Linked DNA regions of Mus musculus: region 1 is linked to region 2. Evidence: chromatin contacts called from public HiChIP or PLAC-seq data. All regions are on one chromosome and are shown on one strand. Each heading gives the region's core, a stretch centred on a gene start, on an enhancer-like site or on the middle of the called end of the contact. The rest is flanking DNA. Distances are from core to core; before and after follow the strand shown.

Region 1 (6,981 bases), core at 4,011-6,510, 75 kb before region 2:
GGAGTGAATGTAGCACTAGTCTATCTTCCAGACCCTAGGTCATACTCTTTTACACAGCTTCCTCAAACGGCCTGGGCCAAGAATCCAAACACACGAGCCCCATTTTCAAGCCATTACAAGCTGTATGATTAACATACATTATATTCAAGGATGAAACTAGCATAATGAAACTCATTGTTCTATATAATTAATATATGTTAATAAAAAAAGAGAAAGGGCATAGTGTGTGTCAGAAAGATAAACGATCAACAAATGGTAACGAATAAAACAACAGCTCATTATTTTCTTGAAATGATTAAATGAGAAAAATATTTCATGGATGTCAAATATAGCAAACATTTCCACTCATAAAAGTGAATCTCTGCCCCCACTCGACTTTAGAAAATACGGAGATTTACTTTAAATGTCTAAGTAGAATTGAACATGCTGATCTTCAATTGGGCATGTACTGAAGAAATACATTGTGAGCATCTGCTCTGTAGACAAATATGTAATATGACTTCTTGGCAGTTGTGTGGCAGGTTTAGGACAAACAAGCAAGAAATAGAAATACTTTAGTGTAGTGAGTGCTATTATAGGGCTATGGGGTAAATGCATGGCTACCAGTAGTCTTGAAAATTTTAGTAAATCAAAAGTATATTCTCCTCACAAGAGACCAATGAGAAGGACACATACTATCTGGAAATGCCAAACCACCTACTGCAGCTGCAAAGTGAGTGTGAAAAGCCTATTGTGTCTGTGGATACTGAGGAGAGAGGGATCGTGAATAGCTAGCAAAAGTCAAAGGTTGTGTGGGAAAGATATCTCAGCGGGTAAAAGCACTATGTTGCTCAAGCTTGGTGACTTCTTTTCTATCCCTGGAGTCCACATAAAGGTAGAGAGAACTGACTCCACAGCAATGTCCTCTGAGCACACTTACACTGTGGTGTGCACATATATGAACAACACACACACACACACACACACACACACACAAATAAATAGACTTTTTCCCTAACATAATATTTTTTATTAGTTATTTGGGAATTTCATACAATGCACCCAGATCACACTTGCTCCCCATTCCTCCCAGGTTCTCCCTCCCACCCTTATGACCTCCCCACCACCAAATAAAATAAATAAGTAAAAACAAACAAAAACACCAAGGCCAATTTGTTTTACCTATAAGAATTATTTTTTATTTTTATATCAAAGGTTATACCTCTCCTCAAAGAAGCCAGAGCTTCCTTCTGGCAGCATCGTGAATGAGGAGGATCCAAGTTACCAGCACTGTGCATATTATTTGGCATTGTGCATCTCTCCTTCAAGCTGAGATGGAAATGAAAATATTAGCTGCATTCATCTGTCCATTTGTCCAAATGCTCACACTATCAAGTGTGCTGCAAGTGAAAAACAGCTTTATAATATATAGTATTCTATTTTTAGCCATTCCCATAAATAATTTCTGAAAACTGTATCCCATCACCAAGTAATACGATAGAGCATCTGTTCAAGGCATTGGCATATGTACATGGGTAGGATCATTTGGCTAAGAATGGTGAAAATCTGACATTATATTTATGACAGTAAACACAGCAGAGAAGCATGCTCTGGAGAAACAGTAAGATAAAACAAGCTTGCAAAGGCCATTTTTCCTCTGATGTAAAAATATCCAAAGAGACAATGAAAAAGCCACTTGAGTAATGCAGACTCATGCTGGCTAGGGAGAATAGACAACCATGTTCCAGCTGTTAAGAAGGTGCTGGGCTTAGATTATGTTCAAAGTCCTAGATTAATCTACATGTAGAAAATCATATGAACTGATCCTTGAGGGTTCGGATTATATTAGATGAATAAGAAAAGAAATACGAATAAAAGGAAGAACAGGTGAAAAGGTGAAGTAGTATTGACGATGTTTCAGAGCGTCAATAAACTCATAGACATGACCACGGGAGAAGGTCAGTGCTGGGGGAGAGTGGGGAGCATATTCCAGGTGGAGGAGGACAGTCTACCAAACCACCTCCCTTTACAGCCAGGACAATACCCACATGCCTTCTAGTCACTGGATCACAAACTGAACAGTCTTTCTCGGACGACCTTCTTTACCTTAATTCTCTAGAACAGCAGACATCCAACCAAATGATACATTCAGGAGGAGACAAGAATTAATATCAGTGCAACTTTTGGTAAAATTATGCTTTCCCATAATAATCAAAGAAAAGAGGGTTATCAATTCAGACTGGGACATGAGCAGAGTGTGAGTGAAGGAATCTGGGAGGAAGGAAAGGGAGAGAAGAAAGATATACTTCATTTTAAATCCTTATCATGGGATCTAAAAATATGCTTTATGTCCTTTTTTTTAAAGTACATTTCCTCTGACTGTTATCTACTCCTCTGCTTTCACTCTCTGTTGTTGCTACATTATATATATAAATCACCTACATACACTGAGATTTACTCTGCTCCAAGCTCCAGGCCAGAAAATGACTCAGGATAAGTTTCAGAGCACATAGTTAACAGATACTTTTTTCAAACAGACAAACCAGTGTGTGTTTGTATGATGTGTGTGTGTGTGTGTGTGTGTGTGTGTGTGTGTGTGTGTATGTGTGTGTGTGTGTTCACTTATGGATTTTTTTCTTCTGATACACAGGTAGAGTAGCACTCTTCAACTTAATTAGCAGAGACAAGTGAGATATCCTGTACCATTAAGAAGCTTTTAGCATAGCAACAGATACAGAGCAGTCAAACAAACAACTTCAACAGTGTTTGACAAGTTATGAGTTCTCACCTTTTACCCAGCTCTTGAGGGGGGCCATATAAATGGAACACCAAGAGGGAAGCCATCTAAATGGAACACCAAGAGAGAGGCCATCTAAACAGAACACCAAGAAGGATAAAAGGTGGGTCACATAGGTTAGGTTCTACTCAGACAAAGCTGTTTCAGAAAGCATAGGACAGAACCAAGCAGGCTCCCTTGTGATTGATATAGCATAGGTTCCAGTGAAATGCACTCTGAGCCTTGTCACCAGGGCCCTTCCTAATTCCATTCAGACACTGGCTCCGTGGCACACCCAGAATGAAGACTTACCTGTACCAGAAATGTGGGGGTTGGGGAATGAGGTACAACTCTCTACACAGACACAGAACTACATCCAGTGCTCCATACTCCTGATAGTCAGAGCGAGGAGAGGACCTCTGGATGGATTTGGAGGAGTAATCGCTTACCCACAAATACATTCTGCAATGTCTTCATGCTTCAGTCCTGTTCCAGACTCATTCATTCTTCTCAGAGTACATTGGCAGTCTGTTAAGTTAGTTGTTCCATTTCATCTTTGTGCTGCTTTAAAACCAGAGATGGATATCTTTCCATTAATATTCAGAAATGCATCTTCGAAATATCTAAGAGGTCTGTACTGGCATCCATTTTATTTTTAATTTGTTGAGAAACATAGAAGAGTGTTGTTGGGAGCCATTAAGGCAACGCTATTGTCCTGATCTCTGAATTGGGCCTCTCCCCCCGAGAAGAAAAGAGGGTCAAAAGCGGGCCACCGACACATGGATTCCAAGAACTACGGGATGTTCCAGCCCTGGGTCATCACCGGTGTCCTGACCACACCCTGATACCACCAAGTTCCTGCTTCCCCGTGTAACTGCCTAAGAATGTGCAATTCTATTGCCCCCTCCCACTGATAAATACTTCTCCTTTTGCTTGTATTGCCCTACCCCTCCCACTGATAAGTATCTGTACTTCCCCCTTTGCTTGTGCATTTAAACCTTGGACCTGGCTAATACATTTTGGGGGTCTTGATACAACTTCAGAACGGTTTCCGTGTCGTTATTCGTACAAGACCCTCGTCTCTCTCTACCCCCCATTTGGTTCTTAGGAGGAGGTCCCCTCGAGATCCTCGAATAACTGGACCTGCTGGACGGGTCAGAGTGTGAAAAAAAATCCATCCAAATTTTAAAATTGTAAATAAAATATAAAGCAAGAAATTGGAAATAAATATGAAAACTATATTATTTCTCTTTGCTGTTTTCCTCTAAGAGCCAAATTAAAACACAGTAACAAAAATAAATGAAATTAAACTATAACCTGTAACATAAAAACTTATAGGAATGCAAGGATTTGTCTCTACAATTTAATTCAGCTTTTCTTCAAGGAAGTAGGCATCTGTCAATAAGCCAGTCTTTACTAATTGTTTCTTCAGAGAACAAGGACTGGCTGAAACAAATAAAATAGTAATAATATGACTAGGGTAAACAAGAGCTGGGATGACAGTGGGAGAAGGGGTGAAATGGGGAAGGATAAATAATGGAAACACTGAAGAAGCAATGTTGGCGGATTGAACACAGTAGTAAGGAAATTAAACTCTGAGAGAGATGAGCAAGACTGGGGTCCTCTCTCTAGCTTCTCTATTCATAGTAATTATCAGCTATAGGTTATAAAGCTGGATAGACTAATAACCTCTGACCTCTGACCTCGTGGTTCATTTTCTATGAGCAGGATCACACGGCTTCTCCTTTTGAGACAAAAAAGAGGCAGCATGATAGCCAGAGGCTTCTTTCCTCTCACCCATCATGTGAGGTCGTGGCTCTGGGTCTCAATTTGCTTGCAGCCCTGTTGTTCTAATATGACTCAGAATAAGTTACAGAGCAGACCAACACAGTGTTAACAGACAATTTTGTTTTCAAATAGATAAACCAGTGTGTGTGTGTGTGTGTGTGTGTGTGTATGTATGTATGTATGGTGTGGGTGTCTTCATGTGTATGTGAGTCTGTGTGTTTGTGTGTGTCCACGTGTCTATATGTGTGTGGTATGTTTGTTGAGTGTGTGTGTTCACTTATGGATTTTTTACATGAGTAGAGTAGCGCTTTTCAACTTAATTAGCAGACTTTGAGGGCTAAGAGTCAACAGAACCAGTTTTTAACCAGGCAGAGCTGATCTTCATTTACTTCCTGCATCACCCCCAAAACAAAAATAATTACTAAAGAGGGAAGAAGAAGGAGCCTTCTTTCATTTGCATTGAGCTTTTCTTCTTGGCAAGAGACACCCATCTGTAAATGGGCACATTTCCACAAACAGGCCATCAGAAAGATATTTGCTGAAGGGTAATGAAACCCAGTACACACACCCTCTTTGATGCTCCTTGAAGCATCAGCGAGACCAACTGGAGTCTGGGAGGGAACCTGAGGTAAATAGTTCCCTTTATGAGGCTAGGACTGCTGCTTAGCCAGAGCTGGCACTGACTTTGGAGGGCAAAGGAGACTGAGTCATCGCCCTTCATCCAGCTGATTTGTTGAAAGGGTACAAGAAGTTCCCAGGGGTTTCATGCTGTTTGGAGGCAAGCTTCATTCCAAATGGATGGGAAAGAAGATGGGGGAAGTGAATTTTGTTGCTAAGCCTCGCAGTGACTTGCCAAAATTTTGCCTGTTTCTTTGTGAGTCCAGTAACCACCCCAGCTGGGCTCCCCATTACTCTAAAACAGGAAAGGGGTGAATACGCCTGATCCTTCTTCAGCTTTCCAATGTGCCCTGGTGAGGGTAAACATGGCTGTGTTTGCTCTCCCAGGGGAACAAGTCAGGCATGAAGTTCCTTTTGTTCAGACCAAGGCCAGCTCCTATCATTCTGAAGACCCAGAGGGGCTGGCAGCTTAATCTGGAAATGTGAATATGAACCCTACCTGGAAAGGACAGAGATTTCCGGAGCTGCCCAGTGGTTGTCTGAAACCCTCAGGAAACAACGGCACAGCTGATAGCTGGAAGTGGACTCTGCTAAGTGTACAGTTCTGGGAGAGTGCCTCACAGAGGAAGGAGAGCAAGCTACTAACCCTGCAGTGCCTCTGGTTTTAGTCAGACCAGCGTTATGAATGTGAAGTGGAATAAATATGTATCTGAAATGCTATGAGAATGTAAAAGAGAATCTATGATTGATGTGTTAGTGTCTGTTTCCTGAGCAAGTATATGTAGAGGAATTAGAAAAGCAGAGCCAAGTGCCTCTTTGTCTTTAGGGAGAAACTGAGTATATGAGGCTGTGATCATTATAAGGTATGTGTGTGTGTGTGTGTGTGTGTGTGTGTGTGTGTGTGTGTGTGTGTGTGTGAGTGTGTGTGTGTGCACTCGACATCTTAGCTCTACTTCCTGTCATTCAGTTGCATACTGGGCATTTCTGTTTCTAGCTGGTTGTTTACTTCAATATGCCTTGTTCCATTTCCATCTCTTGATGGTGGTTTTCTGCTAATATGAGGGAGAATTGACTATTAGTGCTAAGATGGATTAACAACAAAGCACTAGCCTATCACTTGTAACTTCAATAAATTTATCAAAAACATCATTTATAGTCAGAGTCACACCGCCATAGTAAAGATCAAGAACTGACCAGTGACATTGTACCGTGCAGAACTATGTGAGGGAAATAAAATAGAAGAAATTATATTTCCTTTGGCACAGTTGGGAACGCTGGATTGTCTGTGATGATCTAAATACATGAGGAGGATTTCCATATAAGAAGGAAGGAAAGTGGGCAGAGGGCCAGCCCATTGGCAGAGACTGCCCATCACTATTGAGTCTTTGTAGATTTCTAAGAAAGAGATGACATAATTAAAACAATACACTTCAAATACTAATAGTGGACATAGTAGAAAGACATTGGGAACAAATTCATGAGACTCAGTATTTTCATCATCTAGTTAAAATATAACAAATCTACTTTGGGGTTATAGCAGAGGAGGCAATAAAAGAAGAAACCAATTGGAGATTTTGTGAGAGCAGAATCTACTGGTTTGACAGTTCATTGGATATGCCTGGTGAAGGAGGGAGAAGAGTCAGAGAGGATGCCAGAGTTTGGAGCCCCAGGGATTGGAACAATAGTGTTGCCATGGAGAGACAAGAAAGTCTGGAGACTTGGAGGAAGTTGAGCTTAGTTTGCAGTGTATTGAAATGAAGGTACTAGCTGGAAACAATTAGGGAAGCTCAGCATGCAGCGGAATTACAGGAAATGGGACA
Region 2 (7,319 bases), core at 3,478-5,977:
TCTATATCAGGGAGAAGAATAATCAGCAAACTCTACTGGGATTGGCCTACAAAGCAGGCAATTAAGATGAAAGTAAAGGGGCCTGAGAAGATGTGGGAAGGGTTTATGACAAGATGAAAAGAATAGAAAAATAGAGATGTTCATCCCTTATGGTACTGCTTTAGTGTCACCTGGGAGTTGGGGAAAGTTGTGGATGGGATGAGGTAGTTAGAGAATGGGCATATTAAAGGAACACTACAGAAGTTAGGGGCTGGTTCTTCCTTCCAGCCCCTTGCTCCCAGAAATAAGCTCAGACTCAAAATATATTTATCAATACCTTGGTCATATAGCTAGGCTCTTCTCTGACTAGAATCATAACTTAAGATAACCCATTTGTTTAATCTACATTCTGCCACATGGCTGGTTACCTATACTCAGGTATGATGCATTTGTCTCCTAACATCTTCCTAGAGAATCTTCTTAGCTCTCCCCATGTCTTTCTCATCTGTTACTATTTCCCAGAATCCTCTCTCTTCCTGCCAGTGTCACACCTTCTATTTCCTGCCACAGCTCATTGGCTGTGGGCATTTTTAATGACAGATGCTTTTTATTTTATTATTTTTTATTGTTATTTATTTATTTATTTATTTATTTATTTATTTTGGTCATTTTGAGACAGAGTTTCTCTGTATAGCCCTGGCTGTCCTGGAACTCACTCTGAAGTCCAGGCTGGCCTTGAACTCAGAAATCTGCCTGCCTCAGCCTCCCAAGTGCTGGGATTATAGGTGTGTACCACCACACCCGGCTACAGGTGCTTTTTATAAGAGAGTCTCTCTACATGACAATTTCGGAGTGTTTGTGTCAGGATGGAGACCCAAATTCTGATCTTCTTCCTTATGCCACAGTTTACGATGTTTAACCAAGGTCACAGAAACCAGCACCAGCAATCCATCATGGCATTCATCTGTGATGAGAAGAGACCAGCCAGTTTCTTCCTGGAAAAGACCCTTCCAATGATGGTAGAAAGCGGGCTAGTTAGTCAATACTTCTTACCCCCAAATAAAACATGGGAGCCTGCATTAGCCACCCACATACAAAGGTAATAACTTGCATTTCAAAACATATTAATGATTTTGAGAAACTAACTGAATGTCTTTTTGTTACTGTGAAAAGATTTTTAATTTTCATTGAGCTTAGAAAAACAAGCCCTAAGGAATTGCTTTATATCTGAAGTATTTTGAAATGTATGTATATTTCTCGTTTAAGCTAGAGACGACTGGATTATGACTTCAATTAGCACAAGAAAGATGACTCAGGGCTTTAAAGCTTTTTGTCACTATGTTCACATTGTACGCAAGCATATTATTCTGAGGGCTGCAAAGAAATGATTTTGAATGTGTTTGACATACAATAACAAACATCAGATTGACAGACATGCCATCAAAAATATGTATGGATGCATATGGAGAAAGTTAATGGCATCATTGGTTCAAGCCACAAACCCTTTGGGGAATAGACAATCTGGCTCTTCCAGCTCAGGTAAATTGGTGCTCCATGTGAGAGAAGCTCTCCCTCTACCGTGCCTGGAGTCCCATCAGCTCCAATACATCTCCCTGAAGGAGACCGAGAGGAGCACAGGAAGCTGGCTTGCTGCCTCTCTTCTGCTTCCTAAAGGACTTGGCTGGCCATGGGTTGCCATGTAACCATGGGAGAGCTTCTCTCTAGAGGAATAAGCAAACTTACTTCTGGCCAGAAAACCAGAGTCTGATTTTTTAAATTTGCACATGTGCTCAATGCTATTTCTGATTTATCAATAATGGATTAATAGCACTAGGTTTATAGATCTCCCCTATAGCTTATATATGTTTGTAACTGAATTCAGGAAATTTAGTTTCCAGAGTAAATATTGGGGTACACAACTCTTAAATGCAAGGTCACCATCCCTGACTTTCTTCCTGATCATGGTATTCAATTTTGTAAGCTTGGTACATAGTAACTGCTCTATGAATTGTCATTGACTAAGTCCTAAGTCAGAGTGTGACTCTGGGCATACTACTGTCTTTAGAGATTTAATCTCTCATACAAGTAAACAAGAGTGGACTAGATAATTTCTAAGTTGTCTTTCAAGATCCAAAATGTCCCATATTAGCATTCACCTCCATGTGAGAAGGTGTGTTCCAGAGCGTGATGCCCACAGAAGCCAGCAAAGGAAGCTGGATACCCTAGAGCTAGCATTACAGGAAGTGTGAGCTACCTGAAGTGGTGCTGAGAACTTTACTAAAACTGAACTCAAGTTCCATAGAAGAGCATTACTTGTTCCTAACCACTGAGCCATTGTTCCAGCCCCAAACCTACATTATCCTAATCAGTGGGAAAGCCATGTTTTATAATATGCTAATGCACATTGTAATTTAAAACTTATGACAGGCTAAATAATGCCTACCAAACAGCATATGGGTTTTTTCCCCCTTTAGAACCTGTGAATGTTGTCTTATATGGAAAAAGTGGCTGTGTCAAATGTGACTGAAATAAGCTTTTGAAATAGGGACAGTATTCAGTATGTGAGTTTGCTTCATGCATGAGCACAGATATCCGTTCTTATACACAAAGTGAAGTTTGACATTGCATGTCTGAAGCAAGATCTTGAACCATTGACTTTAAGGTTAGAGGAGTGGAGACAGGAGACATGAAAAGCAATGGGGCTAGCAAGAGTGGATCAAAGCTGGAAAGATAAGGCTCAGATCCTCCCCACCCAACACTCCACAACCAAGTCCTGCTGACACCATCGCTGTAGGCCAGTGAACTGGAATTTGGACCTCCAGAACTATAGGAAAATAAAGTTGTGCTCTTCTAAGCTTCTGAATTGGTGCATTATCTTTAAACATTGACAAGAAACGAATACAAGCATATACTGTCTTGTGATCAATGTACTAATGGCCTCTAAAAGTACATGGCATTCAGCTAGCATATTAATTATGCTCCTCGTCATTGTGGAAAAAAAAAAACTTCATAAGGTGGGAAAGCTTACTTCAGCTTCAGTTTAAGGAGGCATAGTCATGGTGGTAGGGAATGCCTAGCAGCAGGTCAGGAGGCCAGATGGTCACACTGCTTTCAGGGTCTGGAAGCAAAGACCAAGCAGAAAATGGTGCTGAGCTGTAAGATCTCAAAACCCACCCTGACCCAGTGCTTCCCCTTTTCCAGCAAGACTTCACCAATTAAAGGTTCTACATCCTTCTGAAACAGCATCGTCAGCTAAGGACCAAATATACAAACATCAAACAGGTGAGTCTGTGAAGGACATTCTTTTTTATTTTTATTTTTTATGAGAAAGGGAGAAAGGGGATGTGGTGTTGGATGGGTGGGGAGACAGGGAGGATCTGGGAAGAGTAGTTACAGGAGGAGAAAAGCATTATCAGAACACAGTGTATGCAAATTTTTTTTAATTAAATAGAAAAGAAGAAGAAATAGAAGCAACCAAGCTACTTTTGGGAGATAGGAGTCAGCACACAGAAGTGACAACCTCCAACAAATCATGTATCCTTTTTGAATAACGCCAATTTTGATCCACATGTTCCTTCAAACTGAAATAGGACACAGCTTTCCCTACTACTGGGTCTCTGAAAAAAGATGTTTGTCAATGTTGTATGTAACTATGAGAAACAAAATAGGATATAGCAACAACAAAATACCCCAAATATACACATTAGTAACATACCTACTTAATGTTACTGAAGCATGTCTATCTCCCTGTTCCAAAGTGTCCTTATTAATCTTCGATAACATCAGTGGCATCAGATCCTATCCAGACTGGATTCTAGCAGAGGACTTTTCAAATTTTAATATGCATAATATGCATATGAATCACCTGGGGATCTTGTTAAAATGCAAATTCTGATTCTGTAGGTCTGAGGCAGGACCCAAGGATTCAACACTGTAATAAGCTCCCAAGTGAGGTGGAGGCTCAGGTCTGCACCTACACCAGCAAGATGTCAGGGAACAATCTGGAAATGTCAGTCTAAGGTAGCACCAAGCCCACACTACCAGCAACAAAGCAGTGTGCAATTCTCAAACTTTTGCCAGCTTACCTTGAAATAGTCTCTCTGGGTGTGGTGCTATCTCTGTAGTTTACATTTCTGGTTCTGAGTTTATCTAGTAAGGAGGTCCCGTGTGCCTCAAGCCACATACCACCCCTGTGTCTGCCTCGAGCTTCTAATGGCTATTCCCGATGGGGAAGGCACTAGCTTTATAGAGACTTTGTCAGTGATGTCAGCAGCCACCGGTGCAATCCTGGCTCTCATCTGTTCCTTTCCATACCCTGTTCACATGTGTTTTTTTAGGTTGCAAAGACTTGCTCAACTTTTAGATAAAGATTTTTTTTTCTCTTGATTTGGGTTTGAATCTAGGCAAAAGACTCTTCAGGTTATGGGTCTCATGAGTAGTTATAAGACCCAGCTTCATCTCACAAACTGGCTTGCTGTTTGAGGTTTTCGCCAATATCTCAGAGCATAAGTCCATTGCTCCTGTTTAAAACTGACCCCACCGTGTTCAGTCCTCCACTGATCTCAGTTTATCAATTGAGTAATGACTCCGATTTAAGATATTTATGGAGCAAAGATAACTACATCCTTTGCTCCCCATAAAGGTTCAAACATTTCCTCCTCCTGCATCTGCCAAGAATTCTCCATCCGGCCTAGCCAGATTTCCCTGCCCTGTAGAGAAAATCTTGCCAGCTCTCTGCTGCCCTCTCATGGTATCTGTTAGTACAGCGTTCATATCTGCCCTTGACTGATCCTAACGGACTCCAGGGATGCAACACCTTTGTGGAGCCTGCAGATCAAACTAGCACGGCCAACTAGACGTCTACCAACGTTTTTTACTATTTTCTTTCAAATACAGATGACGAACATCCATAACAGAATTTTGCTTCTAACCTTGAAATTCATAAAAGCACAAAGGAGGGGAACTCTGGGGCATGTTTTAAAGATGAAAGAAAAGCCCATTTGGCTAACCAGTGCCTGTAGCCTAGCCGGAAGGATTTCAAGAGATCTTGTTCCCTGGGCTCCACACTAGTTCAGAAGAATATAAATGTCTTAGGGTGGTCCTAATGGCTTATATTTCAGCAGCATTCCTGGTGATTCCAACGAATATGAAGAGTGCCTCTGTTGGGCTGTACATAAGGCATAGGCATGCTATGAAGTGAATATGTAATATGTGAAGCTCACATATTACAGAAGGCTGGTCATATTAGATTTGTTAAGAAAAAAAAAAAAGCTAACCAGTTTTCACGAACCATCCCCCAGAAAAACCCAGAACAAAAAGAGATCTTGCTTTGTGTCTAGTGTTTGCTGAGCAGTTCGTGGACTTCAAGCAACCCTATTCTACACTGTTCAGACTGCCTCTGTGCTTAGCATTAAATCTTCACACTGGTGCACAGAGGACAAAAAGCCCTGTCTGTGTGATGCCCTTCCACTCTGTCCACTCAGGGAAGGCGTCTCTCTTAATGTCATGCTCTGCAAGCTGTATACTCCTCTCCTCAGTCAGCTACTTCTGTGGAGCAGACATAGATGTTGGAAGTTTGGATGGGTGAGACAAACAGGCAAGAATGCACGTTACATAGCTGCATTCTTCAGCTGGCTTGTCCACCCAGCTTTGTGCTCCAATTGGCTTGTCCTGCTAATGTTGTATCTGCCATGTCCAAACTGCATGAAAACTCATGTCTGTCCTCAACTCTGATCTTATCTGTTCAGCAGTAGCACTCTCCTGCCCAAGCCCTGTCACCAACTCTTGGTTCCTTAGTTGTGTACAGTAGGTTGCATTCATCATAGCATCATTGTCTTTGCATCAAAACATTGGGTTAAATTCTCCACCTCACTAACCTAGATTGCCTCTCATCTTTCTTCTACTTCTGTGTAACCCAGAAAAGGCAGTGGATAATACATTGCATGCTTATTCACAGTGGGGGTTCAGTAATACTTGCCAAGGGTATTTCCTCTAAGTAGCAGCAGTCCAATACTTGGAAATAAAATTCAAGTCCTGCTCAAGCTCAGCTGATTCTGATTCTGCCCCATCAAGGATTCTTGCCCAGCATCCCTTACTCCTCTGACACCAGACTCCTCTATGCTTCTTGCTTCTTGTATCACACAGGATCCTTTCAGTTCTCTATGTGACTTTATGCCACCTTTTCTCCCCTCTCCTGTTTACTCTGCTCAGCTGGAAGAGCTCTAGCAACTTTGAATTTGCATTTTTAATTAGGCATTGCATCGGATTTCAACTCAGTTATCCTGAGTTCTTCTTGCATTTAAGCTACCAAAGACTCTATGCACAGCTGTATGCATATGAATAAGACAGTATTTTTTTAAAATCTCTTAAGCCTTAACATTTTATATGAAGCAATGTCATTTTTTCTTTTTCCCATGAAAAGGTTGCTTATTATTTTTTAAGATGAAAACAAAGGCCCTCCTCAGGCAAAACTTACCTTTTTCTAGACCCCTTCCAACAACACACATTATTTAAAGTCAGGCAGAGTGCTGCCCAGCATGACCTTTCTGAAACAAGTGGAACACAGCGCTCTTTTTCTTAGCCCTACTCTGCATGGCTTTACCCCAAATCTTGCCCACTGTGGCCTCTCCCACTCCCCATGAGATGTTCTTTCTGGGAAGAAATAAATCTCATTCTGGTGACTATCTACTGAGCACCCACTACACACCAGTGTGCAAAGTATTGTCCAGCAAGGTGAAGAAAATGGCAGTATGCTGAGTGTAACCTACTGGTATACAAGAGAAGGGGCCAAGCAGAGAAAATGCTGATGGTAGTGGTGGTAGTAGTGGTGGTGGTGGTAATGATGGAGACTAGGGTGAGAAAAAAATCAGAGTTGAAAAGAAAGACATGGAATTTGGGCATGACAGATACAGCATTAGCAGGATAAGCCAATTGGAGAACCCAGGTATCTAGATCTAGGTTCCTTTGCCATCTAACTAAGCATCTTTCACAGTTCTCTTCCCTACATTTAGACTCTCTGCTACCCCTTCTTGATGTCCTTTGACTAAGTTAGTAAGCTGTTTCAAGCCTTCTTACCGTCCTTCTTTGGACTGTAATATTCCAAGTCTAATTAGCAATGATGAACACAGGATGAGCCTGAGAATGATGGGGCAGGGAATATGTTTTATCTCTATTGTTTAAATAAACTGAGAATTCAGAATCACTGCCCAAAGGAAACAGAAAGATGGGGTAGACCCAGCTTTGTGAGCAACTGATATGGGGAAACTCTGTTCTAAGTATTCTTGACCACCAGCTCTGTCAGAAAGCATCCAAGTTATTAATGGTATTTCTCATGCCAAATT

Evidence for each region. HiChIP or PLAC-seq counts read pairs in DNA pulled down with a chosen protein or histone mark.
Region 1: an H3K27ac HiChIP or PLAC-seq map of neural progenitor cells shows a contact between it and region 2, with 6 times the contacts expected there. The contact joins two enhancer-like sites. A contact is called at or near these places in 3 of 484 Hi-C or Micro-C datasets (forebrain, nephron progenitors and stem cell-derived neural progenitor cells) and 3 of 115 datasets of contacts at active chromatin or transcription factors (astrocytes, neural progenitor cells and stem cell-derived neural progenitor cells).

What each region holds. Positions count from the first base shown.
Region 1 is chr2:123,385,735-123,392,715 of GRCm38.p6, reverse strand. No RefSeq gene overlaps it. Among named protein-coding and RNA genes, the nearest start is that of Gm39919, 410 kb to the left of the region's middle. Within about 2 kb of position 5,260, at least 27 of the 459 cell types and tissues checked have an H3K27ac peak or open chromatin away from gene starts, as enhancers often do. A contact at or near this core is called in neural progenitor cells, where this site is marked.
Region 2 is chr2:123,309,814-123,317,132 of GRCm38.p6, reverse strand. No RefSeq gene overlaps it. Among named protein-coding and RNA genes, the nearest start is that of Gm34430, 380 kb to the right of the region's middle. Within about 2 kb of position 4,727, at least 14 of the 459 cell types and tissues checked have an H3K27ac peak or open chromatin away from gene starts, as enhancers often do. A contact at or near this core is called in neural progenitor cells, where this site is marked.